Regions from separate parts of the Arabidopsis thaliana genome. Here region 2 is linked to region 1. Evidence: chromatin contacts called from public capture Hi-C data. All regions are on one chromosome and are shown on one strand. The core of a region is the stretch at or near the end of the contact, and the rest is flanking DNA. Distances in the headings are between cores, read along the strand shown.

Evidence for each region. Capture Hi-C pulls out chosen DNA fragments and counts their contacts.
Region 2: a contact with region 1 is called in a capture Hi-C map of shoot, with 3 times the contacts expected there. The contact joins the promoter of SUB1 here to the promoter of AT4G08580 in region 1. A contact is called at or near these places in 1 of 26 Hi-C or Micro-C datasets (root) and 2 of 3 other capture datasets (root and shoot).

What each region holds. Positions count from the first base shown.
Region 1 is chr4:5,459,711-5,467,514 of TAIR10.1, forward strand. It overlaps AT4G08580 (microfibrillar-associated protein-like protein), which reads left to right and starts at 1,688. Exons shown (of 3, transcript NM_116927.5): 1 at 1,688-1,823; 2 at 2,433-3,675; 3 at 3,897-4,197. The coding sequence starts at 2,480. The coding sequence ends at 4,008. ORTHL (ORTHRUS-like protein) reads right to left here and starts at 7,037. Exons shown (of 7, transcript NM_116928.4): 1 at 6,563-7,037; 2 at 5,442-5,965; 3 at 5,198-5,296; 4 at 4,924-5,023; 5 at 4,780-4,844; 6 at 4,612-4,714; 7 at 4,084-4,518. The coding sequence starts at 6,925. The coding sequence ends at 4,375.
Region 2 is chr4:5,616,369-5,623,220 of TAIR10.1, forward strand. It overlaps SUB1 (calcium ion binding protein), which reads right to left and starts at 1,698. Exons shown (of 1, transcript NM_116951.2): 1 at 1-1,698. The coding sequence starts at 1,494. It also overlaps the pseudogene AT4G08820.

The sequences.
Region 1 (7,804 bases), core at 438-2,937:
CGATTTCAATTATTTTTTTCTAGGCTATATGTATGACTTAATATATTCGCTTAGAACTTCTCTTTTGGTTTTTGTCGTCAACCATTAAAAACATAATTTTATGAACTGAACAAAGTGAACCTTGAATATTTTTTACGGGGTTTATATGCTTAAGCTTCATATTGATTATATAGCAAACGTTGCAAAGGCTGTTTCTATAAACGAAACCCTACATCAAGATGATGAAGTCATCTCTATAACTATACCAATGTGTACGACTTAGAGTTTCGTTTATAGAAGAAGCATGTTCATGTATCGGATCATACATTTCAAAAACACGGTTTGATACGGCAACGACGACGACCTTTGAGGTTGATGAAGAAGAACGTGTCCCAATCGATTCAGGTGACTTTGAGTTTGTCTCCTACATGGACTGAGCTTAATTTTGATAGTTGCACATATTCTTCTTATAAGAACGTTTATGATGTCCTGTAAATCCCTGTTTCATGTGTCTTTTGTGTTTATCAATATGTTTTGTGTGGATTAGTGACTAGTTCTTTTTCTTCACAACGTTTTATATAGTAAGAGTCATGTTTTTCACAATATGGAAGTTAGAGTTGGAGCTTTATATGTGGCAGGAACATCCAGAGTTCTCCTATGTGATCTTTTGTGCTTCACCATCACAAAGCTCTAATACTAAGGTAAACATGTTACATATCTCTGTTTTGTAATGTTTTTTTACTTTAGAAAATCTAGCTAAAGTCAAGTGTTTTGTAATGTTTTTGACATGTTACATATCTCTGTTTTGCAATGTTCAAGTCAAGAGTTTAAGTTTCAGTTCAACTCTTGACAAATGCGACAAGATTTGACATGATATTGTTGGTGTCTCACAGGAAAAGTCACCAAGCAGTCTGTAACTTGAAAAACGAATTTAAAATCAAGAAGCAAGACTCTGAGATCTATGCTGCTAAGGTAAACATGTCACATATATATGTTTTGTACTGTTTTAGAATTTCTGTTTTAAGTACTTTTGACTTAAATGTTTTAAGTACTTCAAGCTAATACATAACGTTTCACAATATTCCTTGAAGCTAACACTTCATAGAAACAAGGTACAACTTCGTCAATCAACCAAACATAAGTTCTTCTGCCTCTAAAGACCGTGGGCCGGTCTGTCTAACTGTTGGGCTTTGCGGGGCGGGTTAGGACTCACTTTTCAAGACCGCGGTCGTCTGCGGTCCGGTTCGTCGCGGATCAATGGAAAAGCGAGCATGTTGCGGTCGGTCCGTTCGGTCGCGGGCACGCCCGTCTACCATCTCTAAAGTTATGTAAACCAAAATTCAATTCTTTTGTTTCACAATTACTACTCAAACTACATTTTTCATAGTTTTTTTTTAATAAAACTCGGTGTTATTAGTTATACTATTTGTAAATATCTTGTAATCTTAAGGTTATGGAACTAATAAAACCTCATATAAATTAATAATCGATAAATTAATACCCGATAAATTAATACATTTTTTCTGTCCTAAATTTTGTTTTTGGATCAATTGATAAATTAAGAAAATACCATAGTCTCATCTATATTAAATTATTAATTTATGGAAATTTTACTGTGTATAGTTTTAGGAAAAATATAAAAATAATAACAATTTTCTTAATTTCACAAAAAATTACTAAAATTCACGTTTAGTTGGAAATTTACGAACCGAAGTATTGGGCCTTAATGGTCTTGGGCCAACATCAATCTCTCGCCGTCAAGGTTACATTTATCGCCGCCGCTGAGACCGCCACCTAAGGGCCGTCTCCTCCGCAATCTCTAACCGAAACTCTCTCATCTCCTGGTAAGCTCGATTTTCTTATCAATTCGATCTCATATGATGTCGATCTGTTTCTACTGAAGCTAAATCTTGCGAAATCGATCTTTGTTTTGTTCTGAGATTTAGGGTTTCACGAATTTGTATTCTAGGGCTTTTCTCGATTAATCATTTCTATTGTTATTTGTTCTTATTGGTTCTTATGCTTTTGGGTACAGAAAGATATCGACTTTTTGTTGACTCTGTATGCAAATTTGTCAAAAGACAAAACTTTGTAACAGTTTACTCTCTTTCGTGCTTGTGTTTATGTATGAACAATAGCTTCGCTATTGGGATTGTTGATTTCACCACACTTGATTAAGTATGTACATACTATTGAAAATGTTATAGTTCGTTAAAATGTGCAATCTTCGAATTTCTCTAGCGTCCATTGTTCATGTTGGTGTGTTTATGTTGATATACTCACCCACACACACATCAATGATATGCATTGTACATAATGCATTTTGTTGTTGTCTCTTTAAGATTTTAGCTATTGAGGATCGATTAGGGGAAGTAGCTCTTTTCCTTTCCTTTTCTGGTGAATACTAATGATGCAAAGCTTGAATCTAATCCCTGTATTATTTTGTGCTGCAGAGACAGATAGCTAATTTGATTGAGTTTGGTTACTTGCAAGTGCAAATATGTCGGTCACAGCGGGAGTGAGTGAATCTGCAATTGCTGTAAGGGAGAAACTAAAAGGTGGTATTGGACAGACTAAAGTAAGAAGGTATTGGCCAGGAAAAGCTCCGGAGTGGGCTGAGGAAGCTGAAGAAGATGATGATGTTAGGATGCAGAAGTTTTCTGTTTTGGATAGAGCTTTTCCAAAGAATGATGATTTGGGTGTTGCTAGGAAGGATGATCCAAGGCTGCGGCGTTTAGCTCAGACTAAAGTTGAAAACCGTGACGAAGTTAGAGCTGATCATCGGCGTATTAGACAGGCTGAGATTATATCTACGGAAGAAGAAGAATCGAGGAATCAAGAGAATAGAGACGAGGATGATGATGAAGATGCCTTGGAAGAAAGAAGAAGAAGAATTAAGGAGAAGAATCTTAGACGAGCACAAGAGGAGGCTGCTTTACTTCCTTTAGAAGAAGAAGATGAGATACAAGAGGAAGAAGAGGAGGAGGAGGAGTCTGAGTACGAGACTGATTCGGAAGATGATATGCCTGGTATTGCCTTGATTAAGCCTGTTTTTGTACCGAAAGCTGAGAGAGATACAATTGCAGAGCGAGAGAGGCTTGAGGCTGAAGAAGAAGCTCTTGAGGAATTAGCAAAGAGAAAATTGGAGCAAAGAAAAATAGAGACAAAGCAAATTGTGGTTGAGGAAGTTAGGAAAGATGAAGAGATACGGAAGAACATACTATTGGAGGAAGCTAATATTGGAGATGTGGAAACTGATGACGAACTCAATGAAGCTGAGGAGTATGAAGTTTGGAAGACACGAGAGATTGGTAGGATCAAGAGAGAAAGAGATGCAAGGGAAGCTATGCTGAGAGAGAGGGAAGAAATAGAGAAGTTGAGGAATATGACAGAGCAGGAGAGGAGAGATTGGGAGAGGAAGAATCCGAAACCTTCTTCAGCTCAACCGAAAAAGAAATGGAACTTTATGCAGAAATATTACCATAAGGGTGCCTTCTTCCAGGCAGATCCTGATGATGAGGCAGGTTCTGCTGGAACCGATGGTATATTTCAGCGCGACTTCTCTGCTCCAACCGGAGAAGATAGGTTGGACAAATCGATTCTCCCCAAAGTTATGCAAGTCAAGCACTTTGGTCGTAGTGGAAGAACTAAATGGACTCACCTTGTCAATGAAGACACAACAGATTGGAGTAACCCGTAAGTTCTTTGCTTTTAGCGTTTCTTTTCTTGCATCTTGGTTAGGCATAAACTTCATAGCTCTCATTTTAGGCTTCTGAAATCTGATTTATTTAGCGTTTGAGTAGAAACAGTAAGCTGGCAACTGAACTAAATTATTGCATGTGAATGTGAACCTGTTTGTGTTGGCATGAGCTGCTGATTTTGATAATAATACTTACATAAAATGAATGAATGTGCAGGTGGACTTCCAATGATCCTCTACGTGAAAAATACAACAAGAAAATGGCAGGCATGGATGCTCCAATCGCAAAACCAAAAGGGAGCAAGAAGATGAAAGATTGGGAGACTTAAACCGCACCAACATTTACTTTGTTTGTTTTTAAAATCCAATGATGCAGCAGTGGTATGTGGTAGTAAAAAAACATCGTAACATCTTACTCAGTTATGTCTCTGAGTCCTCTAAATCCTAGTAATTAAAAATATTGCTCAAAAGAATGAAGACCTAACATAATTCATTATATACTTAAAAACTTCATTGCACCTTTTGAGAGCAGGGACAAATTGTTGGAAGCATACAAAAAAATATGAATCCGACTTCACTAACCAAGAGAACCTCAAGTTTCCAAGACTTGAGTAGTGAGAGAACTAGAAAAGACTGTTGGTAACAAGAAAGACAACTAAGGGATCAAACCAACAAGTTATTTGTCGGTGATTCTTCTAATACTGATATAAGATAGATGATGAACCAACGAGAATGATAAGGACAAAAAGGAGAAGACATGTCATAGCCATCTTCATTCTCTCCCTCTGCTCATGATTTGCAGGTGGAGGCTTCATCCATCTCCAACGGCCCTCGGCTTCCTGATAATATAAGCGTATATTATTATCAGCACAATACAGAAAATTCGAGATCTGCTCACGTCTCACTCGCTAACTGTTATAATTGGAACTTACATCAAAATCCCATGATGGACTTTCCTTTCTCTCAAACAGGTCTGAGGCCGTTTCAAGCTCTGGAATATTAGGCAAAGGTCTTGGACGATCTCCACTCTCATCACTGCAATATTATCACAGTGTTAAACTCAGAATATCGAAAAGGTGCTTCTAAGAAGTAGACCAAACCTGTTCCATGGAGCTGGCTCATTGTCACATCTTACAAACAGGTAACGACAGACCTTAAATGAATCCTATGGAATGAGAAGAACATGTCAATGCATATAAAGGGCAGGGAAAAAATTACAAGCTTGTTTCACTATATGTGTGTACCGGGAATCTAGCTTTTCGCCAGCATTTCTCGATCCTGTATACACCATCATATCTCACTCCTTCCTTAGGGGCATATGCAGAATACCTATCCTTGTAAGACCTAGATTATGGAAACTGATATTAAGAGTTGTATCTATGGAACTTAGCATAACTCTATTCTTCATTCAATGCAAAGAAAAGCAATACATTTCACCTTTGTGGTACAACTTTCGATATCGGAAACTTAACGAAAAAATGAGAATGTGAGAGAGCAATGGAGTTTTGTTCTGCTAACCTGACAACTCGAACTGGATACCCCATTTCGCAACTAACTCTTAAAGCTTCATTCAAGTCTTCAAACTCCTGATCCTCGTTAGCGAAATGTCTCCCTCTACTGGGTGACACATCCACATATATTCAAGACGAAAACAAACAAAAGTATGTCAACAAACAGGACAATAGATACTTCTAAACACATGAGAGAAGTAAAATCTACATGAGTCAAATGGACCAAAAGCTAGGAGTAAAGAAAAGCAAACCTCCTTCCTGTGTATAGAAACCATTCTCCATGATCCTCGTCATCCTTATAACCTCCAGATATTACTACAGACTGAGCTCCATAGTCTTCTTGTCCAGCAATGCAAGAAACATGTGGCAAGTGAACCCCCCACTGCCGACACTCTACTCGATTCTCCCAGGATTCTCCAACTAAAACACCTTGGTTCCTGACAGGATCATGTTCAGCTGGTATAGGACCAAAGTGATCAAATGGTACGGTAACATATATCCTTGCAGCATTCTCCTCCCCGATTTTAGCGCGCTTGGTTCTAAAGGCATTCTCTGGGCCGTCTTGGTTGCTTGTAAAAGGAAAAAAATTTGCAGTACCAACACCAGCAGTTTTAGCAACTTTTACATAACGGATAACAGACACAAGAGACGAGTTAACACGAGGATTGGCAGCCATTTTGTCAGGAATTGTGCTACGACATGTAGCACAAATTTGATTCCCTTGATCAATCCACTTGTCAAAACATTTCAAGCAAAAGTTATGTCCACATAATATCTGAAAAGAAAAATACACATACAAGATTATCCATCAGCCTAACGTAATAGTCTTCATCTTTTTCTGAAATACTTATTTTGAAAAGAAGAAGTTAATACTTAAAAAACTGTAAACAATCACAAACTTTAACAACACCAACATGATAAATTTCAACTACACATATAAGTTAGGCTACTATACTACTATACTACTACTCTTATAAAGAAACAGCCCATATACTACAAAATTTAACAACACCAACTTGTCCAACACACATAATTTCAACATGATAAAGAAACAACCCATATACTACTACTCTTAACTAATAAATTTCATCTACACAATAGATTTGTTACCTTGAGAAGTAACTCAAAACTAACTAATGTCAAATCCAACCAAAAAGAGATACAAAAACAGGTATATAATAAGTATTAACTTAATTGAACTTAGCAATTCTGTTATCTATAAATGTAGTTCATCATAAATGGTAAGCACAAAAAGAAGGAATCTACTCCAAAATTGTGTGAAATTAGTAACTCAAGTGTAAACAATCATATACACTAACATTAACAAGTATAAGAGGCAAAACACAAAGCGAGAGAGAGAGAGAGAACGAACCGTGACGGGCCTATCAGGCAATTGATTACACAGAGAACAATTCAAGTCTTCACAAATCGCAGTAAACGCATCAACACCGTCATTGAGACTCGCGATTTCTCCGTCACTCTTATTATTCTCATCGGCTTCACAATCACCACTGAGTATCCGTTTCCTCTTTTTAGTCTCATCTGCGTCAGTCATAGATTCATCGGCCTTCGAGCCACCAGATTCGTCGGAAACAGGAAGAGGATCAACATCGCCGGAGCGATCAAGAGGAGACGAAAGGGAAGTCACGTGCGTAGGGGTAATGCACGTGCCGGAAGTGAGAGATTCCTCCGCCGTAGATACACAGTCGCATGGAAGCTGGTTGACACGCGTCATTTCGAAAGAGCAACGGCAAAGATCGGAGAGAGGAATGCTCTAGAGTCTAGAGAGTAGGGCTCTTTTATGAGAGGGACACGAAATGTGAAGAGGCGCGTTTTAAAAAAATTTGGGGAAGAGATGCCAAATTTTTTTATGGTATACACATTTACTTCAAAGTACTAAAAGTTGAATAGAAACAAAACTACCAACAAAGAAAGTTTGTTTCTATAAAAATTACTTTTTATATATTTAGAGTATAGATAATTACTTTATTTTGGTGAATATCATTAAATTGGATAATTAATATTATAGATTTTATTTTATGTATTTTAATTTCGAAAAATTATTCTCGTGACAACTATATATTATTTTTCCTTTATTTTTATGTTTTGCTCAGCAACTGTATTTTACTTTTATATTGTGTTTGTTCAAAATGAAATATGAGTAAATCTAATTTTAAACGTCTAGTAATTAATAAAAACTCTATAAGAGTTTTAATATACAAAAATAAAAATTAATTTTGATACATGTAAGAATAGAATTATAATATTATCTAAAACTAAATAAGTTAGTTGGTAAGCGGATATAACAATATGAACAACATTTTAAATATAGTGTGCAAATCGTTACAAATTATATTTGAAATGTTCGAAAAAACTGTTTATTTCTCCACGAAAACTATCACATCATGCCAACACCCAATAATTTGGGTTTATAGATTTAGAACTATTAACTCGGAGAAATTTAGATACATAATTTTTGTTTCAGGGAGAAATAGATTTATAACTTTTGTTTCGGAGATAAATAGATCGAGGTTATACTTTGGGCTCTATCTGGCATGATGCGATAGTTCTTGTTTTGGGAAATATAACGTTTTTCCGAAATGGTTCCATGAAA
Region 2 (6,852 bases), core at 448-2,947, 160 kb after region 1:
ACTCTTATTTCCCCACAAGTAGCTATAGTCATCAAGCAAGTGAACCTTGTACTGAGACCTCAACTTGTCAAAGTAATTATAAAACGGTTCATTAGTTGCAACGTACAAATTCCTCCACACCTGAACCAATCCTTTAAGTTTGGTCAATATCGCATCAGGCCATGTGTCTGCATCCAAATGTGGCCATAGCTTCTTGTTCTTCGCTTTCTCGCCTCTAACCACATGAACAGCATCAAAATCCCAGTCCATTTTCCCACTAATCTCAGAGACAATATTCATCAACCTCTTCGACTTCCACAACGCATGCCACGGCCTCTCAACATACTTCGATGCTTGCCCTTCACAAACTCTATACCAATAGTTTTCAGGCTCAGGAGTATCAAACTGCCTCCATATAATCGTACTCTTATCTTTACTAAGCTGCAAAGGCGACACTCTATGCGTCTTAACCTTCCTAACAGGAACTTTCCGTTTATGCAACCGATTCCATTTCTTCCAATCTCTCAAGAACTCACCCTCTTCAACAATCGAAGCCGTCTCCTTAAGATGCTCGAAATCAAAATAATACCGAAAATCCTTACCTTCCTCATCTTTCCCCTTAGAACTATAACTCGAAGACAAACACAAACTCAAATCCATCACAAAAGTCCTATTCAAATACATTGCTTCACCTAAACCACACAAGAAACTCCACATATACTGATTCATACCCTTACAATAATCACCACCCCGCGAATAATACAAATACTTCCCTCTCCGGAAACTCGTCTGCGAACCAAGAGTCGGAATCGTATCATTAATCTCCGAATCACCACCGCGAGCTCCTCGACTCGAGCTCGGTCTACTAATCCTAGGCCTACGAGCATTAACACCAGAATGCCAACCACTAGTATGAAACACTTTATAAGTACAATTCTCACCAAATCCAAACCTAAACCTCCTGAAATCTCTGTATCTCCTCCATGACTTCTCCTTCTTATTCCTAAACCTCCAAGAAACATCGCATTCGTCTAGTTTCGATCCGTTAACCGGAGTTTCGTACTCTAAGAACACAATAGATTTAAAAACCTTCAAATTAAACCTCTCAACAGCAACTAAAACTCTCGGATCAGAACAATTCACAATCTTCAAATCCTCATCACAATCTATAGAGTTCTTCACAGTCATATTACCGATTTTCGCCTCGGATTTCTCAATCGTCGCCTCCGTGACTTGCTCTGTGGAGTTCGACGGAGGTGATGATGACGGAGATGAAGCGAGATCTTCGCCGGTTTTGAGAATCGAACCGTCGATTTTGAAAGTTGCGTTTTCGGTTTCGGTTAGGAGTTTGGTGAGTGCTGGAGCAGATTCAAGCCATGGATCTGGTGGTTGGTAAGTTACTGCGATTACTGTGAAGATGAGAACTGTGAAAACGAAGACTGAGAAACAGACATTGCTTATTAGCTTGATTAGATTTTGTGCGATTGGTTCGGTGGTTAGATCTGATTCCTTCATGGATTTGAGAAGATCCAGAAGAATCGCAGAGATAGAAGAGAGAGCAAGATCTGATGCGAAATCAATGGAAGCTTTTTGGTGTGAGGAAGAAGAAGAAAATGGACTCTAGTGAACTTTTTTTAGTCTTTTTTTTTTTTGGACAAGTCTTCTTTTTTTCTTACTTTGATTTTTAATTTGGGAAAAATGTGCCAACTTTTAAATTTGGGAAAAAAAATGCATGAGCTTTTAAAATGTAATTTAAATCTTAAAGTTTGGTTTGACTTTGTCAAAAAATAGTTAAGTTTCGTTGACTGAGATATTTTAGGCATACCGTAAAATTTTCGTTAATAGAAAAATAACGGAGTTAACTTTCCGTTAATAATCTAAAACGACGTCGTTTTAAAAAAAAAAAGCAAAACTTTGCCAACTAGAGTTGAACCACTGACCTCTCAATTAATTAGCAAAACGCTCAACGACCGAGCCATAGTAAACTATTATACATATCAAAGCTTGTGTATATATATACTGCAATTAATTGAAACTAACAGAATTCCATTGTTCCTGAGAAAAGAAGAAAACGGCGTGAGGAGGTGGTGGTGTGACGAGGGAATCTCGTTCAACATGAGCTTGAGGTTTCGATACTGTAGATTGTCTCTGTCTAGTGATGGTTCGTTTGGGGAGAGTAACGATCTCGGATTCAAAATCGATTTTACAATTAGAGATCTGTTTATTTTTGTTGATTTTATGTATTGCGAATTCTTGACTACGTCTATGTTTCGGAGCTCATCTCTAGATCTGATTTTGTTCTAAAAAAAAATTCAAACTCGTGAGGATTTAGGTTTGATTAGTCTCAGCGTTGTAACTGCTCACCGCCGTTTATGTCTCAGGCAACAATGGAGATTTTTAGGTTTGTTATTTTCAGTTAATTACGTGTATGTATATAAGTGTATAAAGTATGCGTATTAATCAAATATTACTTTGGCGCAGTGGTTGGCAGTTGGTAAAGAGTCTTCTAGGTCCACGGTTCATCTCTAGTTGGTAGCATTTTTCGTCTTTATTTTTATTTTGAAAAACGACGTCGTTTTAGATTATTAACGGAAAATTAACTCCGTTATCTTTCTGTTGACGGAAATTTTACGGTATGCTTAAAATGTCCCAGTCAACAAAACTTAACTATTTTTTTATAAAGTTAAACAAAACTTTAAGATTTAAATGACATTTCGAAAGTTCAGGCTTTTTTCGTCCCAAATTTAAAAGTTGACGCTTTTTTTTGACATTTTTCCCTTTTTAATTTACTATTTAATTTAGGAACGAAAATAAATGAGAGTGATTTTGAATTGGTTTGGTTTAGAAGTAAAGTAAATGGACTGGGACGTTTGAGCCGGTTTGATTTGAACGTTTTACTTATGTGTTCTAAAAGAGGATATTTGGATTAATGATTTTAGGAGGTTTCAGTATAAATATTTCGAAGTTGAACGAATAAAAACTTTTAGAAATTTTAGTTCATGAAATAGTAAAATAAAATAGGAAAATTGCACGTATGCTCAGTGGATTCAGTATTTAGATTCTAATTTCCCAAAAGTTTCAGCGCTACTGTTGCAAAAATAAAAACGCGTGTATCCCTATGTCTAGTAGAAATCTAAATGTAGCTCTTATATCTCTTTGTGTAAGGCGAATAGTAGAAGATCTTGCTTTGGATATTTTGGTGGGTGAATTAAATTTTTATATTATTTTGATAGTTTTCAATCGAGGCGTCGTTTCGGTCCAATCTATATTTACCTCATGTTTTTTCTTCGTCTCTTTCATTCTAATTGGTTTGTTATCGGATAATTTGTTACCGTACACGAGTTTTTGTGGTTCAGAATTCGTCTCACGTGTTGCGAGTGGTGAATATATTAACTCTATTATGAATATATTAACTTTATTATCTGTTATCTCATTATCTCGACATTTCATTGCGAGAGGACCTATATCTATATTAACTCTATTATATGCTATCTCGTTATCTCGACATTTCATTGCGTGTTTTGAAATTTTAACTCCTAACTGGTTTGTTATCAGATAATTTATTACCGTACACGAGTTTTTGCGGTTCAGAATTCGTCTCACGTGTTGCGAGTGGTGAATATATTAACTCTATTATGAATATACTAACTTTATTATTTGTTATCTCATTATCTCGATATTTCATATTGTTTTACTCTGTGTAATATCTCGACATTTTATTGCGCGTGTTGAAGTTTTAACCTCTAACATATTTATTATCAGATACTTTATTATCGACATTGCGGTTCAGAATTCTACATTTTATTTACTCTCCCTATGTGTAATAAATCGACATTTCATTGCGAGAGGACCTATATCTATGTTAACTCTATTATATGCTATCTCGTTATCTTGACATTTCATTGCGTGTTTTGAAGTTTTAACTCCTAATTGGTTTGCTATCAGATAATTTGTTACCGTACACAAGTTTTTGCGGTTCAGAATTCGTCTCACGTGTTGCGAGTAGTGAATATATTAACTCTATTATGAATATATTAACTTTATTATCTGCTATCTCATTATCTCGACATTTCATATTGTTTTACTCTGTGTAATATCTCGACATTTTATTGCGTGTGTTGAAGTTTTAACCCCTAACAGATTGATTATCGGATACTTTATTACCATATACGAATTTTTGCGGTACTCTCACTACACGTGTAATAACTCGACATTTCATTGCGAGTGGTGAAGCCCTACAACTATATTAACTTTATTATCTGCTATCTGGTTATCGTCTTCTACTATTGGGCATAGTTTTATTTATTCTTATTTTCTATCAAGAATCTTCTAATATAACCTATGATACCATATCAAATAACGTATTATCGACTAACCTAATTATCTTCATACTTGTGTTAGAATTAAATGTTGCATAATCATTACGTATCCAACAATATCTCTGCTCAGTAGGGATAAATATGTCAGAATTTGTTGTCGGGAGGAGAAAGAACTAAATATAAAATCATCACTCATACTTTCCTAATTTCGCATTCGTCTAAGCATAGAAATTTAATTCACCCAATAAAATAAACCAATTCCTTGTTCAAAAAAAGTAATAATAATAAAATATAAACGAATTCTACAAATGTGTAAAATATAACTTCATTCATAATTTAAACTATAATTGTACACGACAAAACCCAAAAATTATCCCATCTATTTTATTTGAATATTTAATACTTTTATTTTTTAGTTTAAAGAAAAGTATTTCATTGAATTATATTTGGTCCGAAATACATCTTTTTTGAATTGTTGGTATATTTAAACCCTTGACTTAACGAACATTATGGAATCAATGAACATCGTTAAATAATAACAAAAAGCATATGTATTCATTTTTGAACGTTTAATACCTTAACTTTTTAGTTAGAAAAAGATATTTCTCTAAAAATACTTTATCTTTTAATTATTAGTATATTCAAATCCGTGATTTATCAGCCGTTAACAGATGTTATAAAATCAATAAAATCGTTAAATTTTAAATTCACATATATAAATAGATATATACAAAATAGAGAAATATTTTTTTTTTCTTAATCTAATATTTGTATGCTTAAAGACACAAATAGAGTATTTGACTTATCAAGGTGGTTTAGAATTTATTCAAGAAATTGATTTGATATTTATAGGTGCTATGATCAAACTAAATCTTAAGGAGATGTTAGTGATTATATGAATATAAATACGACGTTTGTATTCTACCACTTGATTTGTTAATTTCGAGAACTCTCTGATGCTCAAGTCAATTTTTACCTGTACACTATAATATTTATTATTATTATTAGGTAATTGAAAATATTGTAACCAAAAAAGGCAAATGCTCGTACGATTATGCACTGAAATAAAATGACCTGTAAGACTTTTCCTTCGTTATATGAGTGTTAGTAATAAAGGGAGTGTTGGTGGAGGTATTCTGAAACCGGAGAATGTGATTGACGATGCGTTTGTACGTGAGAGGGTGAGGTTGGAGTTTCCGAATGGGGAGGATGGAGAGCCAGTTATCACCATAGGGGAAGAGGTGTTGGAAGCCATGAATGGGCTTTGGAAGAGATGTATGATAGTTAAGGTGCTAGGGAATCAAATTCCTATTTTGGTGCTGAGTCGTAAGTTACAGGAGTTATGAAAACCGTCGGGGGCTATGACGGTGATGGATTTGCCCCGTCAGTTTTTTATGATTAGATTTGAGTTGGAAGAAGAATATTTGGCGGCTCTAACCGGAGGACCATGGAGGGTTTTTGGTAATTATCTGATGGTACAAGATTGGTCACCAAATTTTGATCCATTGAGGGATGATATCGTTACAACGCCGGTGTGGGTGAGGTTAACAAATATCCCAGTTAACTATTACCATAGATGTTTATTGGAGGAGATTGCTCGTGGGCTGGGGAAGCTTCTTAAGGTTGATCTGAATACGATTACTTTTGGTAGGGGACGGTTTGCAAGAGTATGTATTGAAGTTAATTTAGCCAAACCTTTGAAGGGGACAGTGTTAATTAATGGAGATAGGTACTTTGTGGCGTATGAAGGTTTGTCCAAGATATGTTCCTTGTGTGGTTTGTATGGGCATTTGGTGCACACTTGTCCAAGAAATGTGTCAGTAAGGAGTCCGGCTAGAGCATAGCCGAGTACGGAGAGAGCGGCGGTGGTTTCATCACCAGAAGTTGAAGAAGGATTCACAGTGGTGAGACAGTCGGGGATACGGGTGGAAAAACCGGCGCAAAAGATGGTGTTTGCGGCGGGTTCCTCCGGTGGTCGTTCAAATCGCAGTTTAAGGGAACTTCCTAAAAATCAGGGGGTGGAGATATCAAATCGTTTTGGTGGGTTAGAAGAAGATATGGTATCTGCTGAGATAGGGGAAGTTGCCATTTTAGAAGGGTCGAATAAGGAGAATAAGTATAAAGGGAAGAATATGCGGAAGGAGTCGGGTGTCACGCAAGTTAAGGAAGCTCAAGTTAATGTGACCTTCAAAAAAGGAAAAGGCGGGAATAAAGGCGGGCCAAAATGGAAACGAAATGGAGGGTTGATAATTATGGAGCCCAATGGGCCAAGACAGAAACAAGGGTCTGTAAATAAGCCTGTTAGAGGGTTAATTTTTGGGCCCACGAAAGGTGAAAGCTCAAATCTAGTTGGGGATGCGTTATCAGCTAACGGAAAAAGATTGAGAGTTGAACAGAGGAGTGTTGGTCGACCAGGTGGAGCCTTTGTTAGTGGTCTTGAGACGCGTTCAGGTGAGATGGACATGAGCATGGAGTTGCCTCAGAATATGAACCAAATACAACAAAGTAAGGAATTGTTGTGCGATACGGCGATCGTGGTGTAGGAAGGATTGGT